Regions from separate parts of the Macaca mulatta genome. Here region 1 is linked to region 2. The links are chromatin contacts, called in public Hi-C maps. All regions are on one chromosome and are shown on one strand. The core of a region is the stretch at or near the end of the contact, and the rest is flanking DNA. Distances in the headings are between cores, read along the strand shown. Region 1 holds the start of OSBP (oxysterol binding protein). Region 2 holds the start of PATL1 (PAT1 homolog 1, processing body mRNA decay factor).

Evidence for each region. A called contact is a pair of places that touch in the nucleus more often than the background predicts.
Region 1: a contact with region 2 is called in a Hi-C map of cortical neurons, with 2.5 times the contacts expected there. The contact joins the promoter of OSBP here to the promoter of PATL1 in region 2. A contact is called at or near these places in 2 of 14 Hi-C or Micro-C datasets (cortical neurons and fetal cortex germinal zone).

What each region holds. Positions count from the first base shown.
Region 1 is chr14:14,219,119-14,226,385 of T2T-MMU8v2.0, forward strand. OSBP (oxysterol binding protein) reads left to right here and starts at 3,873. Exons shown (of 14, transcript NM_001266176.1): 1 at 3,873-4,336. The coding sequence starts at 3,981. It overlaps LOC106993228 (a long non-coding RNA gene), which reads right to left and starts at 3,305. Exons shown (of 3, transcript XR_001439410.3): 1 at 3,167-3,305.
Region 2 is chr14:14,164,992-14,172,066 of T2T-MMU8v2.0, forward strand. It overlaps PATL1 (PAT1 homolog 1, processing body mRNA decay factor), which reads left to right and starts at 3,835. Exons shown (of 19, transcript XM_001089844.5): 1 at 3,835-3,994; 2 at 5,879-5,990. The coding sequence starts at 3,980. It overlaps LOC144334204 (a long non-coding RNA gene), which reads right to left and starts at 3,565. Exons shown (of 2, transcript XR_013403786.1): 1 at 3,332-3,565.

The sequences.
Region 1 (7,267 bases), core at 2,623-5,122, 54 kb after region 2:
CAGATAGATGTGTGTGTATGCATTTCAAAGCCACCACTGGGTGGCTCACATCTGTAATCCCAGCACTTTCGAAGGCCAAGGCAGGCAGATCACCTGAGGTCAGGAGTTCGAGACCAGCCTGGCCAACATGGTGAAACCCTGTCTCTACTAAAAATATAAAAATTAGCTGGACATGCGGTGCATGCCCGTAATCCCAGCTACTCTGGAGGCTGAGGCAGGATAATCACTTGAGATAGTGCCACTGTACTCCAGCCTAGGTGACAGAGTGAGATTCTGTCTAAAAAAAAAAAAGAACTGGAAAGGAGAGGTGACATCAGATTGTCATGGGTCTCATTTGCCAGGCCAAGAATTCTGGTCTGTATTCTGGAGGCAGTGTTAGGTAACAACAGTAGGTCAAACTAGCCTTTCAAAACCTTTTTTAAAATTATTATTCCAGGCCGGGCGCGGTGGCTCAAGCCTGTAATCCCAGCACTTTGGGAGGCCGAGACGGGCGGATCACGAGGTCAGGAGATCGAGACCATCCTGGCTAACACGGTGAAACCCCGCCTCTACTAAAAAATACAAAAAACTAGCCGGGCAATGTGGCGGGCGCCTGTAGTCCCAGCTACTCGGGAGGCTGAGGCAGGAGAATGGCGTAAACCCGGGGGGCGGAGCTTGCAGTGAGCTGAGATCCGGCCACTGCACTCCAGCCTAGGGGACAGAGCGAGACTCCGTCTCAAAAAAAAAAATAAAAAAAAAAAAATAAAATTATTATTCCAAATATACAATAAAAGTAGAAATAATAGTAAACACCTATATACTTACCACATAGATTTAACAATTAACATTTTGCCATATTTGCTTGATAGGTAGGAAAGGAAGTAGACAGACAGATAGATGTGTGTGTATGCATTTCAAAGTATATATCTTTCTTTGTGTGTGTGTGTGTGTGTGTGTGTGTGAGAGAGAGAGAGAGAGAGAGAGAGACAGAGAGATAGGGCCTCACTCTGTCACCCAGGCTGGAGTGCACTGGCACAATCACAGCTCACTGTAGCCTCGACCTCCTGGGCTCAATCAATCCTCCCACCTCGGTCTCCCAAGTAGCTGGAACTACAGGAATAGGCCACCATGCCCAGCTAATGTTTTGTTTTGTTTTGCTTTTGTTTTTGGTAGAGACAGAGGTTTAACTATGTTGCCCAGACTGGTCTCTTATCTTTCTTTTTTGCTGAACCATTTCAAAGAGAGTTACAGATATCATAACTCTTCACTCCTACGTTTCTCCAAGTTGTAAAGATGTTTTCCCCCATATCCAGCATACCATTATTACAATGAACAAATGTAATAACTAACAACATCTAATACCATTTCAAATTTCCCCCAATTGTCTCAAAAATGTCTAAAAGGCTGCTTTTTCAGAACCAGAATCCAATTAAGCATTTGATTGTATCTTTTTACGTTTTTTTTCAAATTTAGAACAATCACCCATGACCATTTTTATGACATTGATTTTCCTTGATCTTCATGTCTTATCTTCTATAAAATAGTTGTTTGTAGAATGCTTCACGTTCTTGATTTATCTGATTATCTCCTTGGGGTTATGGTTCAACTGGTTCCTCCAGCCCCGGTAAACTGGAGTTTAGATCCAAAGCCTTGATAAGATTCACTTTCAGTATTTTTGGCAAGAAAACACCATTAAGTGATGCTGTATACTTCGTGCTGCAGCACACTGGGAACCTCATAAAAATGTTGGTTGTCCAAGGATTACTGATACTAAATTGGATAACTGGGTTAAGGTGGGGACTGCCAGATCTCCCTGTTGTAAAAGTATGTTTCTCCTTTGTGATGGCAAGTAACCTGTGAGATGTGTTTGGCAACACAACTCACATGTTTGTAGCTATCTACAGTTGATCAAACACATTCAAACGCACTTAATCACAACAGCATCCCTGTGAGGTTTTATTCCTGTTTAATAGAAGTGGAAACTGAGACTTGGAGTGCTTAAATAACTTTCTCAAAGGCATAGACCCAGTAAGTAGCAAAAGCAGGACTCAAGCCTAAATAGATTAACTCTAGTTCGATTTAAAAAAAAATCCCAAATAACCTACATCTAACAGATTTTATTTTGCTCTACACATTCAGGGAAATTCACTAGTAATGAGCTATAGAAATGATCCCTGATAGTAAAAATTGCAGATTTTTAAAGAGCATTCTCTCTCCAGAATTCAATAAATACTGCTCTTCTTTTGAAACCATTTTCTAAAAAAGGATACTTTAATTTATTGACACTGGGAAGCACATTGGCAAAGAAAGTCAATTTCTTTTACAGTATCTAATAGCTATTTCTATTGCCTGTTCAAACTAGCAAAATGTAACAGATGCTAGATTCCCCAAAGTACAGCGCTTTGGGCTACATTTGCAACAAGAGCTTACATCTAAATGTTACATTAGTTACTGAATTTGTAATCTTCACAAATGTGTGAATAGTGAGTTGATCAAAAATAACAATTTCCTGCTACAAGAGAAGGCATAGCAGAAAATGTTCCCAACACAAAGATAATGTTTGAGATGATGGATATCCCAATTACGCTGATTTGATAATTGTACATTGAATACGTGTATCAAAATACCAGATGTATCCCTGAAAATATGTACAACTATATCAGTTTAAACATACAAAAAATAATTTTCTGTCCAAAGTTAAATATGTACAACTACGATATATCAGTTTAAAGATACAAAAAAAGTAATGATTTTCTGTCCAAAGCATTACGTGGCACCTATGATGCTAAGACCAAGGGCCTTTAGGTCTGGAAGAGACACATAAAGTCAGGTCCTCGCGAATCTACTTCTGAAAGGGACAGAATTAGTATAGGCATACGACAGTCTAGAATCAAGACACAAGCGGTGTGGAGCGATAACGAGCAAACAGGGAAGGGAACTAGGGGGACCACTGATCCAGGAAGGGGCTGGAGAAGCTACTTCTGGGCAGCCCTGGAATCTGGGTGTCCAGCTTCGAGTTAGAAAGGCGTCCTTAAAGGGAGCCTCAGGCGGGGGCTGACTGCCGAGAGTTACTCTGTCCGCCAGGTTCTTCCTAACAAGAAGCTACAAAGGTCTTAATTCAGAAAACGTGAACACGACAACACACCCATGTCAAAAGAACGCTTTTAAGAGGCCGAGTCACTCTCACCTCCCACCAACTTCCCAAAGGCTGAAACAGACGGACACGCCCCCAAGCGCTCTTCTCGGATTTCGTTGGTTGCCCCGGCCTGCCCCTCTCTTATTAAGTATCTCTCATTGGTCAGCAATGCCGCTTTCACAGCCAATTCTCAGAACCAATCATCTCCAACTGTTGCCTCGCCTCTCCACCACGTGAGTGGCATAGGTGCTAACCAATAAAAAAAGAAAATGACGATGTAAAGACAAGACTCCTTCCCTTTTTCCTCAACTCGTTCAGTAAATGGTAGAAAATGGGGAGCAGCTGATACCAACCACCAATCCATAAGGGCGGAAAAGGATGATGAGAAGAGTGATGGGAGGGGGTGACGTGGCAGTGACAGGAGCATAAACTGAAATGAGTGGCGGAAACACCAGCCAATCGGCGATCAGATTGGCCGGGCACCCCCGCATTCTCCCGTCCTCCCTGAGCCCTGGAAACTTCAGGAAAGCACCAATGAACTTCTTCATATGTCTGATTGGCCTTTATCTGAACCAATCGACGGTGGGCCAGGAGGACGCGTCCCACCCCAAGCTCTCACTGGGCGCTGTAGAATGACAGGCCCGAGAGAAATGCCAATGTCCGCGGGGTCTTCCTCAAGTGACACTCAGCGGCACCAATCGACGTCCTTCTTCCCGGCGGTCGAGCCCTCCTCCCCGCGGCTCGCCTGGCGGGGCGGGGACGCTGCGCGGCGGTGGCTGATGCGGTAGCGTTGTGGGGCGCTCCGGGAGGCGACGGCGGCTCTCGTAGGCGGTTCCGGTCCTGTATCTCCAGGCGGCGGCGGCTCATGGCGGCGACGGAGCTGAGAGGAGTGGTGGGGCCAGGCCCGGCAGCCATTGCAGCACTTGGCGGCGGCGGTGCCGGTCCCCCAGTGGTGGGAGGAGGCGGCGGCCGCGGAGACGCGGGGCCAGGCTCCGGGGCCGCGTCAGGGACTGTGGTCGCGGCGGCGGCGGGAGGCCCGGGGGCCGGGGGAGTGGCAGCGGCTGGCCCGGCCCCTGCGCCGCCGACTGGGGGCTCGGGCGGCTCGGGCGCTGGGGGTTCGGGCTCGGCTCGAGAGGGCTGGCTCTTCAAATGGACCAATTATATCAAAGGCTACCAGCGGCGGTGGTTCGTGCTGAGCAACGGGCTCTTGAGCTACTACAGGTAACTGCTTCCGGGGCGCCGTCGCTCACCTTGCCTCTCCCATCGCTGCCAACAGTCCCAGCGCCGGCATTACCGCCAGCCGGCACCGCAGCCAGGGTTGCCCCAGGCCCCTTTTCGTCATCTGTGCGGATTGACAGCCCGGGGGTCGGACCCCACTGTCACGAAGTGAAAAGCCCCTGGACTTACACCTCACCTTCCCTCGGGTTACCCACCCTTGGTGCCTTATCTTCCCTTCACTCCCGGCCTTTCCAGTCAGCAATTGTTTGGAGAGCGTCTGTTCTTCCATTATATTTCCACCAGCACGTGGGTGCAATTATTAATTCTGCAAGCAAGGCACTGGTGTGGGTACTAAGGGAACACAGCAGAGCAAACCCGAGGCACTCCTCCCAAGGAACTTACATTGGAAGTCCTAAGTTTTAGCTGTCAGTGCCCAGTCTCCAAAACTCAAGGTTATTCGTAGCTCTTGATGTGCCCGTCCTTGCTTCCTTCACATTGAGACACAAGGGCATCACTCACACTGGGTGGCTTTGGTATTCCGTCCCCTTTCTGCCTTATCTCTCCAAGACTTTGCATACGCTTTTGCCTCTGGACAGCCCACAATGGAGATGTGCACCCCAGTGCTGCTTTTATTTTTGCTTGCCCCACTTCCTCCCGTGGAAATGATTAAGTGTTTTACCCAGTATTTCTGTGATTTTTTGGTTAGTTGGGATTAACATTTATTAAAAGAAGAATCCATGTCTTTGGTATGATTACTTCTGTTCAACAAGGTGTTTTGGACTGTTTAATATATATTTATGGTGACTTATAACTTGGCCATCGCCATCACATAGCATGCTTTGGGGCTAAAAAGGATAGAGGAGTTAAGATAGGTGATTTGGGGACAGGGCGTAGACATTTCCTGAGGGCTCACAAGGTGTCTAGGTGTCTTATATACAGTATTTCATTACAGTATTTTGTTGACTCCCAGCAACAACCCTAGGAGTTGGGAAATATTCCCATCTTACTGATGAGGGAAACAGACTTAGCATGGGCAACTTTCCCAAGGTTTTGGAGGAGTTGGGATTTGAAACTACTTCTGTTCACACTAATCTAACCTAAAACTCAGGTTAGTGTTAAATGAATCAGTCAGTTACAGAGATAATTGCTTATCAATAGCGAGTAATTTTATGGATCATGCTTACTATGTGTATTTTATGCAAAAAGTATAAAAATCTCCTTTAAGGGATATTTTGCTTAATGACATTCCAATGGAAATACTTTTTTCCAGAGACCATCCTCTTTGAGACCGAAAACACTGATGTTGAAGAGCAGTTCACTCTGTATTTCTTTTCCTTCACCAGGAATCATTCTGCCACCCGGAGAGTTAGGCTGAACAAGTCTCTTTTCCATTAACTCCACTGTAGTGGCTCTTAGAGAATTTTGAGGAGAAATTGAAGGTGGGAATTGGAGGTTGTTGGCAGGAACACATTCTTCTTACCTGTCCTCTTACACGGCAAAATGCGTTAGATAGCTCATCCTCACTGCTTCATCAACAGTTGTGAATAATTGTATATTTCATTTGCATTACTGTATTCAGAATTGATTTTAACTATAACCCTTTCTAACTATCCAGGACCATCCATTTAAACTTAGATTACAAATCTAAAATTTTAATTTCCCCAGATTTTTCTCTCATTCAAGTTCATGTTTTCCTGTTATTATTGACCATCATTTTAATGTTTAATTGCTTTATATCCTGACTTGGGTAGCAAGTCAATATTACTGTTTTTGCGTTTTCAAAAATTGTATATCACCCCAGGGCCTTCATGTGTGGTCATTTCTCATCCAAGTTCTTACCAGATCCACTTTCCAGGCCAGTGGATTCTTTGATCAGTACTTGTGTTGATCAGTAGTGATCTTAGACACTAATAACTTATATGTTGCTGTCTCTTTAAGTATTTGTTACCACTTTTCTCCCTTACAAGAGCTAGTGGTACCTGTCTGAGTACAGATACAACTCCTTCCCAAACACACCAAACCACATATTGGGAAATATGCCATAGGCCTGCCCTAGCCAACTTAGACGGTCCCAGCCATAAACAAACCAGCGGGATCCAGAGTTATCGATCTGTGCACTACCCTCAAAATTGCACTGAAATACTTCCTATCAAGTATACTGGCAGTTATTTTTTCCTGCAGGGTTCTTCTGGTCCTCATCTTCCTCCAAGAATTACCTAGACAAGTGTCATTCCTCCTGCTTTTCATACCTCCAAAACCTGCAGTTTCTTATATATACTGTTTCCAAAATACTGTTTTCCTTTTAAGTGGGATTGTGTACTTCCTAGATCCATCCTCGGATGAGCTGTCCTAATAGGCCTTGGCAAACCATTTCCTTCTTTTTACCTATCCTGGGCTTCCTTACGTACCCAGTTACTTAGATGTCTCATTATTTAAAACCTTATATGGAATCCCAGCTCTCCCAGAAACATCGTGACAGGCCATAGTATTAGTTTTCCTGGCTGGCTTCTAGAGATTGAATTACTATTTCAGCTAGCTTTTTCAGGGAAGAACTTTCTGGTCAGAAAATACCACCTAATATTGTAGTGCCTGAAGAACCTCTCTTGTACCCTGAGATTCGTGTCTTTCCAGCTTCCGCACTAATCATTTATAATCATAAGTGTATCTGCCCAAACGCAAGAGCTCCAAGATCAAGCCTGCCTTACTCCCAGAGTTCCTTGGTATTTTTTAAACTGCTACAGACTTTTTGTAATTTGAGAAACTTCTTTAGTTTACAATGATGACCCAGGCAGAAGAGATTCCTAAGAAGTGGTTTGTGAAAAGCTCCAATAAGGAGGAATGTGGAAGAAGGTCCAAGTAGTATCCTTGGAGTAGAGAACATAGCAAGCTGGCCTGTCAGCTGTGCATCTGTAATTCAGCCTGCATTATTCATAA
Region 2 (7,075 bases), core at 2,585-5,084:
TGTGGGGTTTCAAAGTGTAGTCACAGAACTAGTAGCATGGGCATAATGTGGCAACTTGTTACAAATGCAGATTCTCAGGCCTGACTTCCCTCCTACTGAATGTGAAACTCTGGGGATAGGGCCAAGTAGTCTATGTTTTCACAAGCCATCTTGGCAATTCTAAATGCATGCTAAAGTTTGAAATCAGTGTTTTAGAGATGTAAGTTACTTGATGAAAATATCTGAAACTAGTCTCACAAGAAAGTAAATTTTATGTCATTTTTTTTTTACATTTAGAAAAGAAACAGGCCAGGTGTAGTGGCTCACGCCTATAATCCCAGCACTTTGGGAGGCCGAGACAGGAGGATGGCATGACACCAGGAGGTCGAAGCTCAGTGAGCTGTGATCATGCTACTGTACTCTAGCCCAAGTAACTGAATGAGACCTTGTCTGGTTTAAAAAAAAAAAAAGTAAAAAAGAAACAATGCATAGTCTGTAAATACTGTAACGGCTTACAGAACCTCCAGAAAGCACAGATAATGACAAAGAAAGCTGGTGTGGTGGCTTTTCTCTAACTGATGGCCTTCCTCAGTGGTCAATAACTTTTCCCACATACTTGGCATGCAGGAGACACCTCCCTTCTCCCACCCACTCAAGGGACATTTCCCAGAGATGTCATACCTTATGTCTAAAGAACCACCTGTGAAAAGAACTGGTACCTTCTCCATCTTAATAATGGGCCTATTAAGCAGCTCAAAAAGTATATATATATATATATATATACATACATTATTCTTTTTTTTTTTTTGAGATGGAGTCTCACCCAGGCTAGAGTGCAGTGGTGCAATCTCAGCTCACCACAACCTCCATCTCCCGGGTTCAAGCAATTCTCCTGCCTCAGCCTCCCGAGTAGCTGGGACTACAGGCACGTGCCACCATGCCGGGCTAATTTTTGTATTTTTAGTAGAGATGGGGTTTCACTATGTTGGCCAGGCTGGTCTCGAACTCCTGACTCTCGTGATCCACCTGCCTCAGCCTCCCAAAGTGCTGGAATTACAGCCGTGAACCACCAGCGCCCAGCCTAAAAATACATTATTCTTTTAAAGGGACTTTCAATCTCCCTCACAGACAGGTGTATAAGAGAAAAACGGGAAATTTTGCTGATCCTGTCTATGACACCTTGTTTTCTGCTCCTTTAATTCCTGCTCTACAGCATTTCTTTCCTTGTACTTTCTTTGGGTTTATTTTATAGTTAATTTATATTCAGCCTTCCCTATTTTCGTTCTCAGTCTCTCGAGTAGCTGCTGGGACTACAGGCACAGGTGCACACCACTAATACCAGAAATAATGCGGAGCAGCTAATAAAAAAAATTAACCCAGCTAAGTTTTATATTTTTTGTAGAGGCGCGGTTTCGCCATGTTACCTAGGCTGGTCTCCAACTCCTGAGCTCAAGCAATCCACCCAGCACAGCCTCCCAAAGTTCTGGTATTACATGCATGAGCCATCACACCCATCCCCTATTTTATTATATAAACTGTTTTGTCAGTGTCCTAAAAGTTTTGATATATTAATACATTTATCACTCAGTTGTAAATATTTTCTGCTTTCCATTATTTTCTCTTAAGTAGTCAATGGATTAGAGGGGTTTTTGTTTTGTTTTCGTTTTTGTTTTTTTTTGAGAGGGAGTCTGGCTCTGTGGCCCAGGCTGGAGTGCAGTGAGGAGATCTCAGCTCACTGCAAGCTCTGCCTCCCGGGTTCACGCCATTCTCCCGCCTCGGCCTCCCGAGTACCTGGGACTACAGGCGCCCGCCACCATGCTCAGCTAATTTTTTTGTATTTTTAGTAGAGACGGGGTTTCACCGTGTTAGCCAGGATGGTCTCCATCTCCTGATCTCGTGATCCACACGCCTCAGCCTCCCAAAGTGCTGGGATTACAGGCTTGAGCCACCACACCCGGCCTAGACGGGTTTTTTTGTTGTTGTTTTGTTTTGTTTTGTTGAAAATTTAAGACTTTTTTTCCTAATCTGTTGTTACTATTGATCTTATATAATGATCAGAAAACATTATCTGCAAGATCAGGGATCAGCAAACTCTGTAAAGGGCCAAATAGTAAATATGTTACACTTTACGGGACACACTGTATCCACTGTAACGACTCAATTCTGACTTTATAACATTAAAGCAACCAAAGACAATATGTAAATAAATAAGGTTGGCTGTATTCCAACAAAGCTTCCCTTACAAAAACAGGTGGCTGGCCAGATTGGGCTGTGGGCCACAGCCTGCTAACCCTTGATCTACATGGCACCAATTCTTTGGTAATTATTAAGAGGTACTGTTACTTAGTACTTGATATTTTATAACGTTCCATGCATGTTTGAAAACCAATATATCATCTTGTCCCTAGCCTCCTCCACTTCTTTAAAGTTCAGGCCTGGCCCATGTCAACATTTGCTTTTATCTTGGCACAGTGATTAAGACACTGGGCTTTTAACAATCAGACAAATCTCAGCTACTAGCTTTGCCACTCGCCATTGGGTGGTTGGAGGCAAACTACTTAATGTCGCTAATTCTCAGGTTCCTCAACCATAAACTGAGAAAATAACAGTACCTACCTCATGGGGAGCACATAAGGAAGGATTCAATGAGACAATCCATATAAAGCGCCTAGCAGAGTCCCAGGCAGCCTTCAATCGTTAGTAGTAGTGTTAACATCATGAAGCAGGTGTAATTATACCCATTTTACAAGAAACTAAGGCTTAGAGAGGTTTCGGTAAGTCGCCCAAAGTTTCCTAACCAGTGGCGAAGCACGAACTCCCACCCAGAACTTTTCACAAATTCAACGTTTCCCGTACTCAAACTGATGCAGATACACTAACATTTAGGAGATTTACTGTATGCCATTCCGAGGCGAGGCTGCATTTTAAGACGCCCAGGGAAGAAACGGATTGCGAAATCCACAAGAATTCACTCTTTGTGGTGCAAGTTTTGTCTGAAGGGAAAGGGGCAAGAAGGGCATGGAACGTGCTAGAAGTAACAAACCACCCAACAGAATACTGGAACCAGGGGTCCGCAGCTTCTAAGCTGGACACATTCCTCTCTAGGTTCGATCCTCTAAGGAAGTGGCGTCACCCAGCGGCGCATCCCGGCCCGAAGACCCTGCTGCTGCGTGGCCCGCAGCCCATGGCCGTGCTGCCCTTCAAGGCTCTGCAGCTCCTCGCGCCTGATGAGCCTGGCACCTAAAAATACCACCCTAGTTAAACCTCCCAGAACCTGTCTTCGGCATTTCAAAAAAAAAAAAAAAAAACGGGCGCCGTCATCGTTTAGAGCCACATAAATCACAGCCCTGACCTGCTGCGGATTCAGCAGGCGACGAGCCACTGAAAGTGGCGAAGAAGTCCGCCCCTTTCGAAGACGAGCAACTTTCCATTCTTTTTTCCCTGCGCAAGGCGCAGATCGTAACGTGGAGACCCCCGAGCAACCCCAAGAGTGAGTGGGACGTTGGAAAAACAGCCAGGGAATCTCCATGTTTCCCAGCCCAGGCTAAGCCCAGGATTCTTCAGAGCCATACCCTGTGACAATCACAAGGGTTTTCTCCGCCTCGCGGGTGACGGAGAACTCGTGACCTGCCCCTCAGCTCCAAGCCCAGCGCCTAGCGGGCGCGGAGAAAGAGGGGGCGGAGCTGCAAGCCCAGATCACCAGGCAGCAGACGACGGGCAGCGCGTGCGCAGTCTCTCGCCACGGGACCTCCTTCCCGCCGCTGAGACTAGGAAGCAGGACGCCAAATCTGTCCCTGCGCAGCCGCCGCCGCCGGGCGCCGAGCCGGGTGGCCGCCCTGCCTGAGGCGCGCCTGCGCACGTCTCCACGCACGCTCCGGCGTACGGCGGCGGCCAGGGGTCGCGAGCCGGTTGAGGACCCGCGCGCGGAGGAGCCGGGGAGTCAGCGCTTCTTCCCTCCCTCCCCCTCTCCCCTCCCCGCTCCCTGCCCCCCTCCCCAAGAATGTTCCGCTACGAGGTGAGCTGTTGCGACCGGAAGTGACCCCTCCCTCCCTCCCGCGCCCCTCTCCCTCACTCCCCCTCCGCACGCCGGTCCCGTGTTCCTGCGGGGCAGGGGGCGGGCTGGGGGAGTCGCAGGACTTAGCTGGACGCGACTGGCCTGGGGTCGCGGGTCTAATTCTAGGGCTGGGAGCTGGCTTCAGGGGTCGAGACAGTCCCATTAGTTGCCGCTGGGGAAAGTTGGCCTCCGTTTTGGGGTGGGGAGGGCCCGTTAAGTGCTGTAACCAGACCACACCCCCGCCCCCACCCCTAGAGGAGCCATCGAGGGTACAGTATTGCATCTACCCGGGTGCTTTTCTTGAGTAGGAGTCACCCGGGAATTCCCTGAGCCGAGTTTCCCGCCCTGGACCCGGAACCACCCCCCACCCACCTCCACTCGAATTACACTGACACACACCCCATTCACACAGGCTACCTTCAGGTCAAGGGGGCCTGGGCTTGCCGTTGGACTAGGGCCCCAGCCCGTTTACTAAAGAGGGCTCCGAGTTGGGAGGGGGGCGTGTCCAGCAGAAGTTCCCTCTGAGCTAGTGTTGGGCGACGTGGGTTTGGTGAAGGTCCCGGGAATGTAGCAATAGCAACAAACAGTGCTGACCCCGTCACCAACTCACTGTATGACCTTGAGCGACTCCTAATCTCTGGACGTAAACTTTCTGGGTTTGTAGCATGAAAGAACTGATGTAAATGATCCTATTTTTAATTGAAAAAGCAGTGATTTGGTAAAGTAGATCTTTGTGATTTGGAAGGGAGTGCTGCTGGAAGTTGCCTTTGATACGAAGGCAGCTGCATGCCTATTTGCATAAATTTGGAAGGGCTCTGGCAGGAGAATAATGCCCTTTGACCTAATCTTTCCTTTGTAAACAGGGTAGCTAAGAGGTAGCCAGGCAAGGTGTATCACAAACGTATCTACTGATCGACTATGGAATTCTGATTCCGAATTTTTGAAAATTGAGGACAGATATACTTAATAGGAATGATCCAAGACCAAACCGAAAGGAAAACTTGGAGAATAAATCAGTTGAGTAAAATTGAAGTGAAGTTAACCTACCTAGGATGTGGTGACCTCTAGCCTTTGTTCGATAATCTGTAATCTTTGCCTGCTTTGATCATCACAACTCTCTGCCATAGTTGGTATAGTCCCTGCATTACGATATAAGAGACTGAGCCTTACAGCCTAGCACAGAGCCTTAGACACAATAGGTTGTATAAAGGTATTTGATGAGCTAATTAGAAATTTTCTCAGTTGCCCATGTTCACACTGACTGTAGAAGTGGAGCCAGAACTTGAACTTGTCATATCACAGCTTTTCCAGAGTTCATTTTATTGTGGTTGAAGACCTAACTTTAATCACTAGAGTTTAGGCCTATAGGGAAGATAAAAAAGATGGAAAATGAAGACAAAGCTTTGAAAGGGAATAATAGTTGAAAACATGACATGAATATAATGAGAAAGATGAGAATTTTGCTAGAAAAGATACATAAAGATACAAGAAAATAAAGGGTTCATTATTAGTTGTCCTCACTTTTCCAACCAGTGTTATAAGGGAAGTTGTGGACTTAATTTCTTGGTTGCATGAGGAACTGCTGTTAGTGGATTCTTGATAAAATAGAGAAATGGAATGCTGTGAGGTGGGGCGAGAATTAAATAAGGAATAGGAAATAGAAAGTGAAAGAAAGCTGATGAAATCTTCCAGTGTCAGAAATTGGAAAGTAGAAAATGCCATCTTTACAAAAAGTCATAATGAAGCAATTATGTTCATTGAGAAGGTAAGATGAACATTTTTAGAACCTTTTTAAAATGAGGGTGTGAATTTCATGAATAACTAATGTCGTTCCTCTTTTTTTAGTCTTTGGAGGATTGTCCTCTGGATGAAGATGAAGATGCATTTCAGGGACTGGGAGAAGAAGATGAAGAGATTGATCAATTCAATGATGATACATTTGGGTCAGGTGCAGTTGGTAAGTGACATCTTTCTCTTATAATATCATCTTGGCTTCTTGCTCTTTTCAAGTGCTGTCTTTTAGAAGTGCTTTATCTTATTAGGGGTAACCTCATTCACTAACTTGGCAAGATATTCTTCTATTCCTCATCTTAGTCAGAATGTTTCATTCTTCACTGGAAACAGCACCTATCCTGATCCTCTGAGTATCTTTTTGCCTCACCTCTAAAATCAGGTATTCTGTAAGCCTTGCCCCTTCCAGCTATATGATCTATGGCTACAGGTTGCCCCTATGAGGGATTCAAATGTTTAGAGAAGTAAACATTTAAGAGAGATTTAAAGTAATCCTAAATGAGAGGAATTTTTATTTGTATGACATATAACTTAAGGAAAACTAGTGTACTAGTAGAAAAGTATGTGGGTGTATGTGTTTTAAAATTTAGTCTATCACTAGTATATTATATAACTTTGCAACTTATAGTATCTTCAACAAAACGTAAAGCTTTTTATACCAAGAATTTTGGGGGTCAAGAAAGGTCTCGGCCGGGCGCGGTGGCTCACGCCTGTAATCCCAGCACTTTGGGAGGCCGAGGCGGGCGGATCACAAGGTCAGGAGATCGAGATCACGGTGAAACCCCGTCTCTACTAAAAATACAAAAAATTAGCCGGGCACGGTTGTGGGCGCCTGTAGTCCCAGCTACTTGGGAGGCTGAGGCAGGAGAATGGCGTGAACCCGGGAGGCGGAGCTTGCAGTGAGCCGAGATCGCGCCACTGCACTCCAGCCTGGGCTGGGTGACAGAGCGAGACTCGCCTCAAAAAAAAAAAAAAAAAAAAAAAAAAAAAGAAAGGTCTCATAAGTTAGAAAAGTATGCACAGATGAAATTTTGTGCATCCCTGGATATAGATACATATTTTTTATTTATTTATTTATTCTTTTTTGAGATGGAGTCTTGCTCTATCACCCAGACTGGAGTGCAGTGGCATGATCTCAGCTCACTGCAACCTCCGCCTCCCAGGTTCAAGCAATTCTCTTGCCTCAGGCTCCCGAGTACCTGGGATTATAGGCACCTGCCACCACACCCAGCTAATTTTTGTATTTTTAGT